3 separate regions of the Arabidopsis thaliana genome follow, and regions 1 and 2 are each linked to region 3. Evidence: chromatin contacts called from public ChIA-PET data. All regions are on one chromosome and are shown on one strand. Each heading gives the region's core, a stretch centred on a gene start, on an enhancer-like site or on the middle of the called end of the contact. The rest is flanking DNA. Distances are from core to core; before and after follow the strand shown.

What was found. ChIA-PET counts read pairs in DNA pulled down with a chosen protein or histone mark.
Region 1: a contact with region 3 is called in an H3K4me3 ChIA-PET map of shoot, with 16 read pairs. The contact joins the promoter of AT2G05760 here to the promoter of AT2G05812 in region 3. A contact is called at or near these places in 14 of 26 Hi-C or Micro-C datasets (callus, cotyledon, leaf and 7 more), 1 of 2 datasets of contacts at active chromatin or transcription factors (shoot) and 1 of 3 other capture datasets (seedling).
Region 2: a contact with region 3 is called in an H3K4me3 ChIA-PET map of shoot, with 20 read pairs. The contact joins the promoter of AT2G05920 here to the promoter of AT2G05812 in region 3. A contact is called at or near these places in 2 of 26 Hi-C or Micro-C datasets (root and rosette leaf) and 1 of 2 datasets of contacts at active chromatin or transcription factors (shoot).

The regions. Positions count from the first base shown.
Region 1 is chr2:2,177,894-2,182,338 of TAIR10.1, forward strand. AT2G05760 (Xanthine/uracil permease family protein) reads left to right here and starts at 2,862. Exons shown (of 13, transcript NM_126592.3): 1 at 2,862-3,160; 2 at 3,396-3,493; 3 at 3,567-3,743; 4 at 3,822-3,922; 5 at 4,002-4,077; 6 at 4,157-4,216; 7 at 4,306-4,445. The coding sequence starts at 3,085.
Region 2 is chr2:2,270,941-2,275,160 of TAIR10.1, forward strand. AT2G05920 (Subtilase family protein) reads right to left here and starts at 1,512. Exons shown (of 2, transcript NM_126605.4): 1 at 1-1,512. The coding sequence starts at 1,267. It also overlaps the pseudogene AT2G05930.
Region 3 is chr2:2,212,760-2,217,564 of TAIR10.1, forward strand. It overlaps AT2G05812 (a long non-coding RNA gene), which reads left to right and starts at 2,131. Exons shown (of 1, transcript NR_140104.1): 1 at 2,131-4,638. It overlaps AT2G05810 (ARM repeat superfamily protein), which reads right to left and starts at 4,400. Exons shown (of 2, transcript NM_126594.4): 1 at 2,463-4,400; 2 at 1,201-1,596. The coding sequence starts at 4,208. The coding sequence ends at 2,466. AT2G05005 (a long non-coding RNA gene) reads right to left here and starts at 51. Exons shown (of 1, transcript NR_140058.1): 1 at 1-51.

The DNA of each region.
Region 1 (4,445 bases), core at 1,612-4,111, 34 kb before region 3:
CTTTTCGTTTGTTAATGATGTTTATTGTTATAAAATGTATTACACGAGGGAAAATGGACTATTATTTCACAAACTATTGCCAACTTGATAATATTCACATAGAGTAGATAACTCTTCGACAACAAAAAAGAAAGAAAGAAGGGAAATTGCACTCTGTATACATAGAAAATTACAAAATTAATAGAAAATTACAAAATTAAGTGTTAGAAAAAACTACTGTTGAACCTTCTCTCTATCAAGAAAATATTCTTATACCCCTATACCTTATTTGTTTTTGATGTTAAATATTTTGTTACCTTTTAATAATAATGTTATTATCTTCCGATAATTATATAATCTTTGAAATCAATCGTTGGTTCAATAGCCGGTAATTTGTTTATATCGTCAATTGTTTTATTAACATGTTATGTAGGTTTGTACCTTAAGTTTTTTCATCCATATATCAAAATCCTATCCATATTTCGCTAAAAATATTATCCCGATAATACGTTATCTGCTAACTATTCTAATGCTTGTATTTTTTCTACATGATTATTCAGTCGCAAGTCAACTTTTTTGGCCTTCATGCTAAATATTTTGTTATCTTTTAATATTAATGTTATCATCTTCGCATATATATGTGTCTTTGAAATCTAAACATTGGTTCAATAACTGAAAATTTGTTTATATCCTCAAATATATTATTAACATATTAAGTAGGTTTGTACACCATGTCATTTCATCTATGCATCAAACTCTATCCATATTTCGCTAACAATATTATCTCGATAATGCGTTATCTGCTAACTATCCAGAGTTTTATCATATCTCTTTATAGGGGTATATTTGTCATATAGATTTTAGTTGAAAAGAGATACCTAAATAAATGATCTTCATGTATAGATTCTTAATTATTTGATGGTTCCTGTATAGATTTTTAAATCACCCAAAAGGAAAATTGCCCTACGACTACAATAAAAAAGCTGGTACCTACATGAACTAATAAAATCAAGCAAAATTGTATTGACCTAAACGCCGTAATTAAGTCAATACTAATATGTGTTGACTAAATGCCAATTAGATCAATAATCGAAAGACGTTGGTCCCAAAGCGTCTATTCAACAAACCAAACTTTTTTTCTTTTGTGTACAATTCAACAAACCAAACAACATCGTTTTGGTCATGTTTTTACCGTTTGGCTCAACATAATTTTTAAAAATATATAACCAGGATATCTATGATTCCAAAAAACTCATGAAGACTTTTTGAATTTACCTCATTTGAATTCTTTTCTTTCTTTTTTAGTTAAAAGATTTTAAACAAATTCTCTAATCTGCCAAAAAAGATTATTATTTTGTTTAGGAATAATTTACAAAAACATTCTGTGTAAGTGGCATTATTTTTTATCTGCTTGTTATTGAGCATGAGAGTTTGTTTCTACTTCTTCGTAATTGTTTAAGAATTTTTTTGTAAACTTAATTGTTTAAAAACGCAGTCTCTTTCTCCCGGAGAGGTTTTGGGACGACATTAAATGCATTCTTTATTCTTGTTATGTTTTCTGGTAGATAAATTTATCGTATCGCTTATCACAATTAAGGAAGATAACACGTGCTCCCACACAAAAGACAGAAAAACCATATGCATGCCGAATGATATTTATGTTCTGTCCAATGGTTTGCGAATTTCAACTATTTAATTAGGGATGGCTCTTTTTACTATAAAGAGAGAATGAGATATTTAACCAAAAATGTAGATCTCGGAAAGCATGTTAGAGGACTGACGACTAGATTTTCATGCAATCTTTGACATTAATTAACTCATATTTTTTCATTTTTCTTGGTTTGTTAAAATGTAAAATTTTGGAGTCTTTTTTTATTAACGTTTTTAGTGTCCAAAGCTTATTGTCGATAATATCGGCCGTAAAGCTGTGACTCTTGAATCTGCCGGATATAAGGCTTCGGTCACTCTGCTTCCGACTAGTAGCAAGGTTCGAGTCTTTATGTTTGTTGGTGACTTTTTCTATTTAACCTATTTTGTAACTGGATTTTATCTGTGTATTGGGCGTTAGCACAAGTCCGAATAAGTTGTTTTTAACAAAAAAAAAAAATACCACATGTGAAACGTGAATTAGTTTTTGTAAATAAAATTGAACTAGTGCATCAAACATTTACTCTCAACATTTTGTTCATTATCTACTTAGTTAATTAACTAATATTCTGGCGAAATTCGATTATGATTTACTCTAAAAGTTTCTGAAATGTATCGATGTGATTCACAAAAGGATATGAACAAAAAAATACGGTAATTTTTTCTTAAGTAGGAAAATAAATCTTTAAGAAAATTAAAACAAAGAATCTTAAGTGTTTAAGAAAATACATTTTTTAACTAGTACAAAATTTAACTATTTTCCTCATGAACAAATCTATTTTGTTTAAGAAACTACATTTTTATTTTTTACAAAAACAAATCTATATAAAATTAAATAATATGATCTCTACTTACAAAAAAAAAAGTATTTCTACTCAGAGGAATAAAATGATAAAATAAAATAAAATCTGAAACTTAAAAAAAAGTATGTAAAATAGTAATAAATAAGTCCAAAATTTTACAACTAGATGAAAACAAGTTGTAGAAGATTCTGTTTTGGCATTTAAGATCTCTCTCTCATGCAACAACAAAATTTTCAAAAAAAAAAAAACCTGAGAACTAATTGACTCCGTTGGGATGGACCCCACTTTAGAAAAAAAGATCTAATTGGTAGATAGACAGAACGAATCAGGGGCAAATCCGTAAAATAATCCAACAATTAATTCAAAAAAAAAAAAGTAAAGAAAGAGAAAGAAACTCATCAACGCCACGCCTGTACAAGAGAGAGAGAGAATAATAAGTTTACAGAGTAGAGAAGCTTTTAAATTCGAATCAGGGGCAAATCCGTAAAATATTCCTTTTTTTTTTTCCTTTTTCCTCACTACTTTATATCTCTAACCTTTAACTTTTTTTTTTCTTCTTCTTCTTCTTACTCTTCGTCTTCTTCTTCCTCCTCTGTGTCTGTTCATCGGAAAAGGAGATTTTGTTTTTTTGTTTTGTTTGTGTGGCGGCGTAGCCATGGCGGAGATAAGTCATCCTCCAATGGAACAGCTTCAAGACCTTGAATATTGCATCGACTCTAACCCTCCTTGGCGTACTCTTCTCTCTCTCTCACTCTCTATATAGTTTTGTGCAATGGAATATAATAAGTGTTTGTTTATGGTACTAATGACCACATGAACCGATTTAATTATTCGTTATTAGGAAATATAATAACCTGAGTGTTTTTGGTGGGCCTTTTATAGAGTTTGTGCAAAAATTAGCAATCGCTTTCACTAACTCATTGTGTTTATATATGATAATTTGAATGAAGTGATTGGTTGTTGCAGCCGAGACGGTGTTACTAGCATTCCAAAACTACATACTAATGCTTGGAACAAGTGCTTTTATACCCGCATTGCTCGTTCCAGCTATGGGTGGCTCTGATGTAAGTGTGCTTCTTGTATGTTTTTATTGAAGAACATCGTTGCTAAACTAATCTTATTCTTGTTGTCTAAAAGGGGGACAGAGCGCGGGTTATACAGACATTACTCTTTGTAGCTGGTATCAAAACACTTCTTCAAGCTCTCTTTGGTACAAGGTTGCCTGCTGTTGTTGGAGGCTCTCTTGCTTATGTTGTCCCTATTGCTTATATCATCAATGACTCTTCTTTGCAAAAGATATCTAATGATCATGAGGTAAAAAAAGATACTCGACAAGATCGTTTTTGTTTTTGTATGTATATCGACAATGTAGTTATGTTTTTTTTGTTACAGAGATTTATTCATACAATGCGTGCTATACAAGGGGCGTTGATTGTAGCATCAAGCATACAGATTATTCTAGGATATAGCCAAGTTTGGGGTCTTTTCTCAAGGTACTCATTGCCTTTGTTTTTGTTATTGTTATCTTTATCCCAATTCATTACTTGCTTTTGATCCTTTTTCAACTTGTAGGTTCTTCAGTCCTCTAGGAATGGCACCGGTTGTCGGATTGGTTGGTCTCGGGATGTTTCAGCGAGGATTTCCTCAGGTAATTCATACAAAGCCCCACTCCACACCATTGAATTTGCATTAACATCAAGAATCTCTTCTAAACTTTGATTCTGTAGCTCGGGAACTGCATCGAGATTGGACTACCGATGCTATTGCTTGTCATTGGACTAACCCAAGTAAGAGCTTTGTGTTGTTTAGACTTTCTTTGCTTGCTTTCCAAGTTGTTTTCTCTCTTACATATCTTGTTTTTTTTTCTTCTTGGCAGTATCTAAAACATGTTAGACCATTTAAAGATGTCCCAATCTTTGAAAGATTTCCGATATTGATCTGTGTTACAATTGTTTGGATCTACGCTGTAATTCTGACCGCAAGTGGTGCTTATAGAGGCAAACCATCACTTACACA
Region 2 (4,220 bases), core at 262-2,761, 58 kb after region 3:
TCGCCATTATCATCCCTAAACCACCAGCATCTCTAACCACAGCTCCTTTCTCAACTCTAGCATTAACACCTCTATCACAAACAACAATCTTCCCACGAACAATACTCGAATCAAGCGAACCAGGTAAACAAAGATTACTCGAACTACTATTCCCTTTATTATAAACCAATTCAAGCGGCTTCGTCCCCATTCCTACACCGCTATACAGCGAAACACCGGTAAGTCGTTTCCCGTTACCGAGATTCGCAAAAGCCGGAAAATCTCTATCTAAAGTACCAGCACCAACAGTCATAACCCAAGGAGCAACATTGGCAACAGAAGCTCTAGTAGGACCACTATTACCAGCAGAACAAGACACAAAAACACCTCTCTCCATAGCCGAAAACGCTCCAATCGCAATCGTATCGCGATAATACGGAGCAGAACCACCACCAAGAGATAACGAAAGCACATCAACACCATCAAGTATAGCTCGATCCATAGCAGCTAGTATATCAGATCCAAAACAACCAGTACTCCAACAAACTTTATAAGTAGCAACACGAGCACGAGTGGCCATACCTCTGGCCGTACCGGCGGCGTAACCGAGGAAGCTAGCGTTTCTAACGGCGGATCCCGCGGCGGTAGTTGAAGTATGTGTTCCATGTCCGTCAACATCACGAGGAGAAACAGATTCACGCTTACTCGAAAAACCACCACCAGAAGCCATTTGAAATCCTTTGGAGAAGCTTCTAGCTCCGATAAGCTTCTTGTTACACAACTTGGAATCGAAATCGGAACCAGATTCACATTCTCCTTTCCATTTAGAAGGAATCTCAGGCATATCAGTATCATCGAAGCTTCTAGATTCAGGCCAAACGCCAGTATCTAAAACTCCGATGATAACGCCGTTAGAAGAAGAACCGAGATCGTGAACACCGAATTCGGAATTGAGACCGAGAAACTCAGGAGTACGCGTAGTGTGAAGTGTGTAGAGAGGATCTTCGAAGATATCGAGGATTGAGTTTGAGGAGGAGAGGAGAGAATCGGCTTCGGTGGAGTCGAGGTAAGCGGAGAAGCCATGGAAGGAGGTTGTGTAAGTGTAGAGAAGAGATGATTCTGAATTGAGTTGAGATGTGTACCAATCGTGGTGAGTGAGGAATGATTCCGGTTTATCGGAGTGATTGACGCGGATGATGTAGGTTTTTTTGGCGGTTGTGTGGAGGAGAAGGAAGAGGAAGGTGGTGATGATTGTGATGGAGGAAGAAGAAGAAGAAGAAGAAGCCATGAGTGTGTGTGAATGATGGTGAAGTAGAGAAGAAGAGAGTGTGGGGAATAAGAAGAAGAAGAAGAAGAAGATAGGGAGAGAGAGAGAAAGAGTGATGGGATTAAAATAATAATAAAAAAAAGTGGTGGACACGTAAGGGACGTGTGACCGTTAGAATAATAACGGAAATGCCATCGTCGGTGGGGTTTTGAAAAAGAGTGTGTGTGGGAAATATATATACAGCTGGAGACACGATACGTGATAAAAGGGTTGTTCTTCAGTCTCTCAGGCCCATTTTTCTTTTTATTGGTTTCCTCAAACGTTCTTTTGTGTCTTTTTCTTTCTTTTTTCAACGTTCTTTTTGTGTCTTTTTATTTTATTTTATTATATGTTTATAAACATATAGATTGTTTTTTTAATAATTGTGTTTGGGTGGATGATGTTGGGTTTAAGAATTTATAAAATTGTTGATGAGTTTGTTGAAAACTAAAGATCATTTAAGGGTAGCTAATAAAGTTGTTGGTCTGTTTTTTAGAATTAAGATCATTTAAAGGGTAACAACTAATAAATTAAGGGAAGAAAATAATTGGTTCCGAAAAGAATTTATCAGATCTATCTATATTTAAGTTTATTAGCAAAAGCATATGACTGACCGGAAAATAGGGAATATAGGTTATGAATTTGACTAAGAATAATATAATAACTATTTTGTGAGGTTTTTAAAGTAGTAAGATGTGTTATGTTGAGAAATATTTTTTTTGGATTTTGATTGAAAATTTAAGAGTAATCTATATATAGTAATTTCTTTTTTTTTCTATTTTAGAGTTATTGAAGCTAAATCGATTATATTTTCTTTAAAATAGAAATAAAAATAAATGTAGACATTGGATATTGTTTTTTGGATCTCTTCACAGCTTGGTATGGGAGAGTTTGTGTACTTAACTCAAGTTGAAAGACCCATAATGTTGAGTTTTTAGATCAGGTTTGCTAACTAAAACAAATTAGGTGAATTTTGTTGTCGGGATACCTGACGTAGTTATGCATACGAGTGTTTATATGTGTAACTAAAAACGTGCAATATATTCAATATATGTAGCAATGATGTCACACTAGTATGATGAAATTGAATAAGCTCTCAACATTTTTTTGCTTGTAACAATTCATGTATTTATTACTTAAAAATCGGTGGTCAAAAAATAACGTTATCTTTTTTAGTAACGTATCATTAAACAATGTGTAATTCACGTGTTATGTTAAAAGTCATTTTTATGACGATAAATTTACGTGCAACAGTTTTTTTGTCACTATATAGCTCTACTTTTTGAGTTTGAAGAATAAAAATAATAGTTTTAGTAATACTTGTTGAAAACATGAGATCTTAATTATTCATGGGAATAGAGAAGAACCTTGGCACTTAACAAGAGATTTTAATGACATCATTGATGCATCAGAAAAACAAGGAGGACAAATCATACATGAAGGTACTTTTGTGAACATTAGGTCATTCATGTCAGAATGTGACTTATACGATCTCAGACACTTGAGCAACTTCTTCTCTTGGAGAGGAAAGAGACATGAGCTCATTGTTCATTGCACACTATATAGGGCTATGTCAAATGGAACAAGGGCTAAGGCTTACCCATCCAGTCGTTGGGAGTATTTAAGGTTTGAAAGCTCAGACCGTCAACCACTTCTTACTCACTTTAATGTATTCGAGGAAAAGAAAAAAGGAGTTTTTAAGTACGATAAAAGATTGAAAGACAATGAGGAAGTCTCTATTTTAATTTAAGCAGCTTGGAACTTTGACGCCATGGAGGATGTTGAGGAAAATGTCAGTAGATTTATACAAGAAATCATTACCTGAACTAGGACTAAGCATCAAAATAGTCAAAAAGCCACTGAAGAGAATAGGCAAAAGCTAGAGGAGGCAATGGCAAGCCCAGACGCTGACCAAAATCTGATTTCTACCATCAATAATAGCCTACAAAGAAGTAGACAATTTTGGGAGATAAAAATGTTAGTGCACCCTCTGTCAGAACAATCAGAAGGAGTGTTGATTGCTGGAACAAGCTGGAAGCTGTTTCAGAAGACTAAAGTGAAGATCAAGTAATTGATGCTGACGTGGATATGCCGCCAAATGAACGAATGACGTGGAGACCACAACAGGAGGAGTTCAGTTTGGAAAGAAGATATTCACGCGAAGATTTGGAGTGATCCAAGATCTTGAAGGCTAACCTAGAAGACCGAAGACCTCGATGGTATAAATAGAGGTGCTAAAGTTCTTGTTAGACTTGGCCGTGATTGTGAGTGAAAAAGCTAGTGCAACGCTTTTCATTGTTAGAGACTAAGGTTTAGTCTGATTGGAATTCTAGAGAGATCAAAGAGTGTGTTCTTGTGATCTGCTCTTGTGTGTTTAGGGAAATCTCAGGTGACAAGGTAAAGTAGTTTATATCTTGTGTAAAACCAATTAAGGTAGTTGTAAACTTCTTAATCAGATTTCTAATAAAATGATACTCGGTGGTTCTGAGTTTGGGGAATACGATTCTTAGGTTCATCCGGAATTTCATTTGGTATCAGAGCGGGCATCTGAACCAAGATGTACTTAACAACAGATGCAGATCCTGCGGAGAGGATGGACTACCCCAAAGAGTTCGTTGAAGTCGGTAAAGCAATCATATTGGAAAAAGGAAATTATGGACACTGGAAAGTGAAGATGAGAGCTCTCATACGTGGTCTAGGAAAAGAAGCCTGGATTGCTACGAGCATTGGATGGAAGGCTCCGGTCATCAAGGGAGAAGATGGAGAAGATGTGCTAAAAACTGAAGATCAATGGAATGATGCAGAAGAGGCAAAGGCCACAGCTAATTCAAGGGCACTGTCTTTGATATTCAACTCCGTGAATCAAAATCAATTCAAGCAAATTCAAAACTGTGAATCAGCTAAAGAAGCATGGGATAAACTTGCTAAAGCATAT
Region 3 (4,805 bases), core at 881-3,380:
TAATGATATATATCATTGTGGGGAAACATGGATTCTATGGGGCTACTTTGAAACTGTCCTTTTATCATAGGCATGACCAAAATTTAAGTGTAATCTTATTTCGGACGGTAACCAGATCATTTCCAAACTATAAACGGATCGTAATTGTATAATACGGTTAAAAGTTGAAACCGTTAACCGTAAAAATAGAATAATTACGATTAAAAAGACTATATTAATTGTAACCATTAAAACAGTAATTAACCGTACAGTTAACCGCACGATTAACTGCATAGTTAAAACCTTAAAAATATAATTTTAACTATTTGTAATGCAGAGATAGATATCGAATGTTCGGATAAAGATTTTTTAAAAAGTAAATAATATCGCATACGAAAGAATCTACAACATACTTTTTATCTTATTAAAAGCAATTAAAAATAAGATTTTGCCACCAGTATTAAATATATTGTAATCATCAAATAACCATAAACGTATTTAACTGTAACTGTAACTGTATTCAACCGTAACATTATCTAACTTTAACCATCTTAACCTTATATAAAATGGTTAAGGTTACAATTAAAAAAATTATAACCGTAACCGTAATAACCGTAACTGTGATCATGCCTACTTTATCATGCCCGTGATGCGTTCCTTTCGATGGAGAATTGGATAGCGATGAAACTCCATTGTATCCTCTGGTGGATCCAAAGCCTCCATGATCGTCATGTGAATTCTTTTGAAGTATGGTCGGATTGTAATGCGGTTCTCTTGGTCCTAGCAACACTACAAGATTGGGTGAAGTAGTGTGCATATATTGACAACCAATCTTTGTAGATGTGTAGCTTGGTTGAGTTTAAACTTTCTTCGCCAAAACCTTAGGATATTGCTTGTAGTAATTACTAAGGGTGGATTCCACTTGATGAATATGAATCATGTGAACATTGAATCATTCAGTGATACAAGCAATAATCACTTGTAGTGTTTTCCTTCCATTACTTATAATCTAAGTACGATGATTACGATGATTAATAATTTGTTTATTGTTTAACGTCAATCCGAAGAAGAGGTGGAGATACAATAGAGATTGCATGTACACACGGCCATCACTTACAAAATCCAGTAACATAATCTGTGATTAAATTGAAAGTCAACATAAAATTGAGAATTTAATTCACTAGATCCAGAGTTCATGCTTTATACCAACAAAAATGATAAAATGATGATTTAAATGATATTTTCCCCATTGATAAATAAGGTAAACAAAAATACACAATAAAAACTGACACTCTTACAATAAAAATAAATAAAACAGTTACAATATTAAGTACTCCTACAGATCAAAACTCAAGAGTCATTTACATATATAATCACACAAATACATGTAAAAAAAAAAAAAAAACTCTCCACTTTATAAATAAATAAACAAAACAGAAGAAGGATACTATAAAACCTGCATCCATGACTTTTGATAATAGTTAAAAAATAAATATTAGGATTTTCATATTTAGAAAAGAAAAGAAAAAAAAAACAATTGGTTGTTGATGTGAATGTGTTGTATTTAGAGTATGAGAAATCGGAATATTCTCCTTCCACAAATTGAAACCTTCATACCTGTAAAAATTTAGACAATTATTATCATTTCCAGTAACCAAATTTGAGTTAAATTTACATTGAACCACATTATAAGAACCTTAATCATAATCAATTATTGAGTAAATCTCTTTTGGCCTCACATAGGTTGAATCCAAGATCAGTCCAATTCTCCAAATCCCAGATACATTTCGGTTTAATTTTGGGTTCGGTTTGGTTCAGTTTATTTAGATTTTGTAAAACTTTAACCATACTCAACCGAACTTAATTGGTTTGGTTTGTGTTTGGGTCAGTTTTAGTTTGATTCGGGTCGGTTTGGTATTAGTTCGGTTCGGTTTTTAATTCGGTACAAAAAAATAATTATTTGTATAAACGGAACAATAAATGAAATATGAAAGTTTTTTTGAGTTTTACTTTAAAGATAGAAGTAGAGCCCTAGGTTTTTAAGGGTTAGAGTTTTAGAAATAAATAAATATTTAGTTTAGTTATTTATGATATTATTAATATAATTAATTAATTAAATTAGTAAATACATTGGATTATCGGTTCGGTTCGGTTTAAAACCGAATCAAACCGACCTATTTAGGTTGAGACAAAATGTAACCGAATGGTTTAAGTTTAAATTTGAGTTTGGTTTGACTCGGTTTGAATTTGGTTGGGTTGGGTCGGTTCGGTTAAAATCTCACCCCTACCAAATAATTTGCAAGTTTAATTAATCCATGTCGGTGACAGCTCTATGAATCTAGATGCCAATAAGACATGTTAATTGTTAAGTCTATATCAACGTTAATGCCAAATAAAAATTCTGGTCCCATTCGAATCAGAGGGGTAGTTTAGTCTTTTCACTTTAAATCAGAAATTACAAAAATTACGAAAACGCCACGCACCTTTTAGTGATCTTTCCATGGTCTAGTGAAGAAGATACTCTTTAACCGATTACCGGCGGCGAGTCTCTGAACCGCTTTCTTAGCACCGGGAACTTCCATTTCCTCCAGAGATTGAAGATAACGATCAGCTCCTAAACCAATCAACTTCGTCCTCGCCGCATAACTTCCACCTGATAAAATCGCCGTCACAACCATCACCGGAAGCTCTTTATTATTCATCCTCTCATTCCTCGGATCCAACATTTGCACCAATCGAATCACACTCTTCTCATCTCTCATCAACTCCTTCCGATTTGATCTAACGGTCAACAACGACTTCGCCGCCTCCGTCGCCGCTTCTTGTAACCCCGCCGGTTTCGGCGATTCCATTAACCGAATCAACGAGCTTAAACAATCAGCGACGGCTCGTTTGTTACCGTCGCTGATTGTTAAATTCGATAAAAGAGAAGTTGAGATCTGTTGAAGGATTACGTTTCCGTGTTTTATCAATTCACCTAATCGGATTATGAACCTTGTTGATGAAGATAAAACCCTAGAAACTGTTTCCATGGCAGAGATCTGAGAGAGAGCAAGCAAACAGTGTTCGATCGTATCGGGATTTGATGATTCTTGAACTAAATGAATCAGAATCTGTAATCCTCCTCTTTCTCTAACAATCAAATCTCTGTAATACTCACCGGAAGATGAGATCAAGGAGATGAAATTCGCGGTTTTCTCTTGTACCGATGATGAACCGGAGATTAAGAGTTGGATAAGAACCGGTATAGCTCCTTCTTCAGCTAATGTTGTTCTGATTTCTTCAACGGCGGCGATGTTGCTTATAGCACCAGCGATGTGTTCTTGTACTTGTTTAGATCCTGATCTACAAGCTTCGATTAATACGGTTACGCCTCCGTAAGCTGAGATAGCCCAAGCGGTTGCTGGATCGGCGGTTATAGCTTCAATCGCTATTGCTGCTCTTGTTTTGAACGGTGAAGATCCGGTTTCTAGCAATCGTAGTAATGGACCTAATCCGCCTTGTTCGAACACCGTCTTTCTCGAGTCGGCGCTCGATGAAGTTAACAGCGAGACGGCGGCGAGTGCGTGCTCACGGATTAGAGGATGGTGATGGAGATCAAGAAGAGTTACTAAGTAACCAACATTACCTTCTTTAGCTATGATTCTTGCGGATTTTTCGTTATCGGTGAGAAGTTGAAGAAGAGATTCTAGAGATTTCTTTTTGAACTCAGCTCCACCGATTTGGAGACGAGTGAAGAGGTCTCTGATGAAGAAGGCAATGTCATCTTTATCTGATGTTGGTGGTGGGAGTGATAAAACGATGGCGTTTTGTTGGTGGAGGACACCGGATCTGAGGAGGAGGTCAAGGTCACTTATGTGAGTAGAGAGGGAAGAGGAAGCTATGTCGAGGTCGCTTTGCATGAGAAGTTTACCACCGGAGAATGAAGCGGAGGAGCATTGGTCGGAGAGTGAAGAGAGGCGTTGGAGATTTGAGAGGAGAGAAGGGAGGAGAGTGTGGAGGAGAGGATTTTGTGACCAGTGAGGTGATTCGGATAAGGAAGAGAGAGATGAGTTTAGTGTGAAGAGTTTGGATCGGAGGATTTGCCACCGTCCGATGAAGGAACGGACGGTGAGGGAAGAGAGGAGGAGGAGGGAGAGGACGTTTGTTATTAGGTCAACAAGTGGTTGGAGTGGAGCTGTTGGTGGTTTTGTGAGTTCGCCGGAGACGGCGGCGGAGGAGGGATGCATGGAGGAGTGGTCACATAAGAGAAGGGTTTTGCCTTAGAGAGAAAGGTAAAGAAGTGTTGTTGTTAGTTGTTGCCGGGAAAAAGAGAGAGGCGTGAGGACAAGGTCTCTTTTGTCTATTTTTACTTTTAGGTGATGTGTACTTTGATGACAAATCTATTTCTCTTGATGCCATAGTTTGTGTCAGTCTTATGCTTATGGTTCCGGACTCTTTTCTTTTACAGCGGTGAACGAGTCAAACAAGCTTGATACACGGGACACACACGAATATAACAAGGAACTTAATAGAATGTATAGTAGTTATTACATGGGAATGTGACACTATTAGACACTTTTGGAAAATGTTTTGATTTTTTAGGCACTTCCAAGAGTTTAGGCACTTTACTTTATTTTTGGTGAGAAAATGGACAAAATTACCCCTGCGATATTGACGTAAATTAACTAACCTTCTTTTTTTATTGTGGCTGATTATGTTCTTTTTAATATAAACCGTTAGATTAAAAATATATATTTTCATATCTATGGCTAAGATGAAATAAAAAGAAATCATTCTCTGGTTATCTAGATCTGATAAGAACATCTCTCTGTTCTTCTCTACAA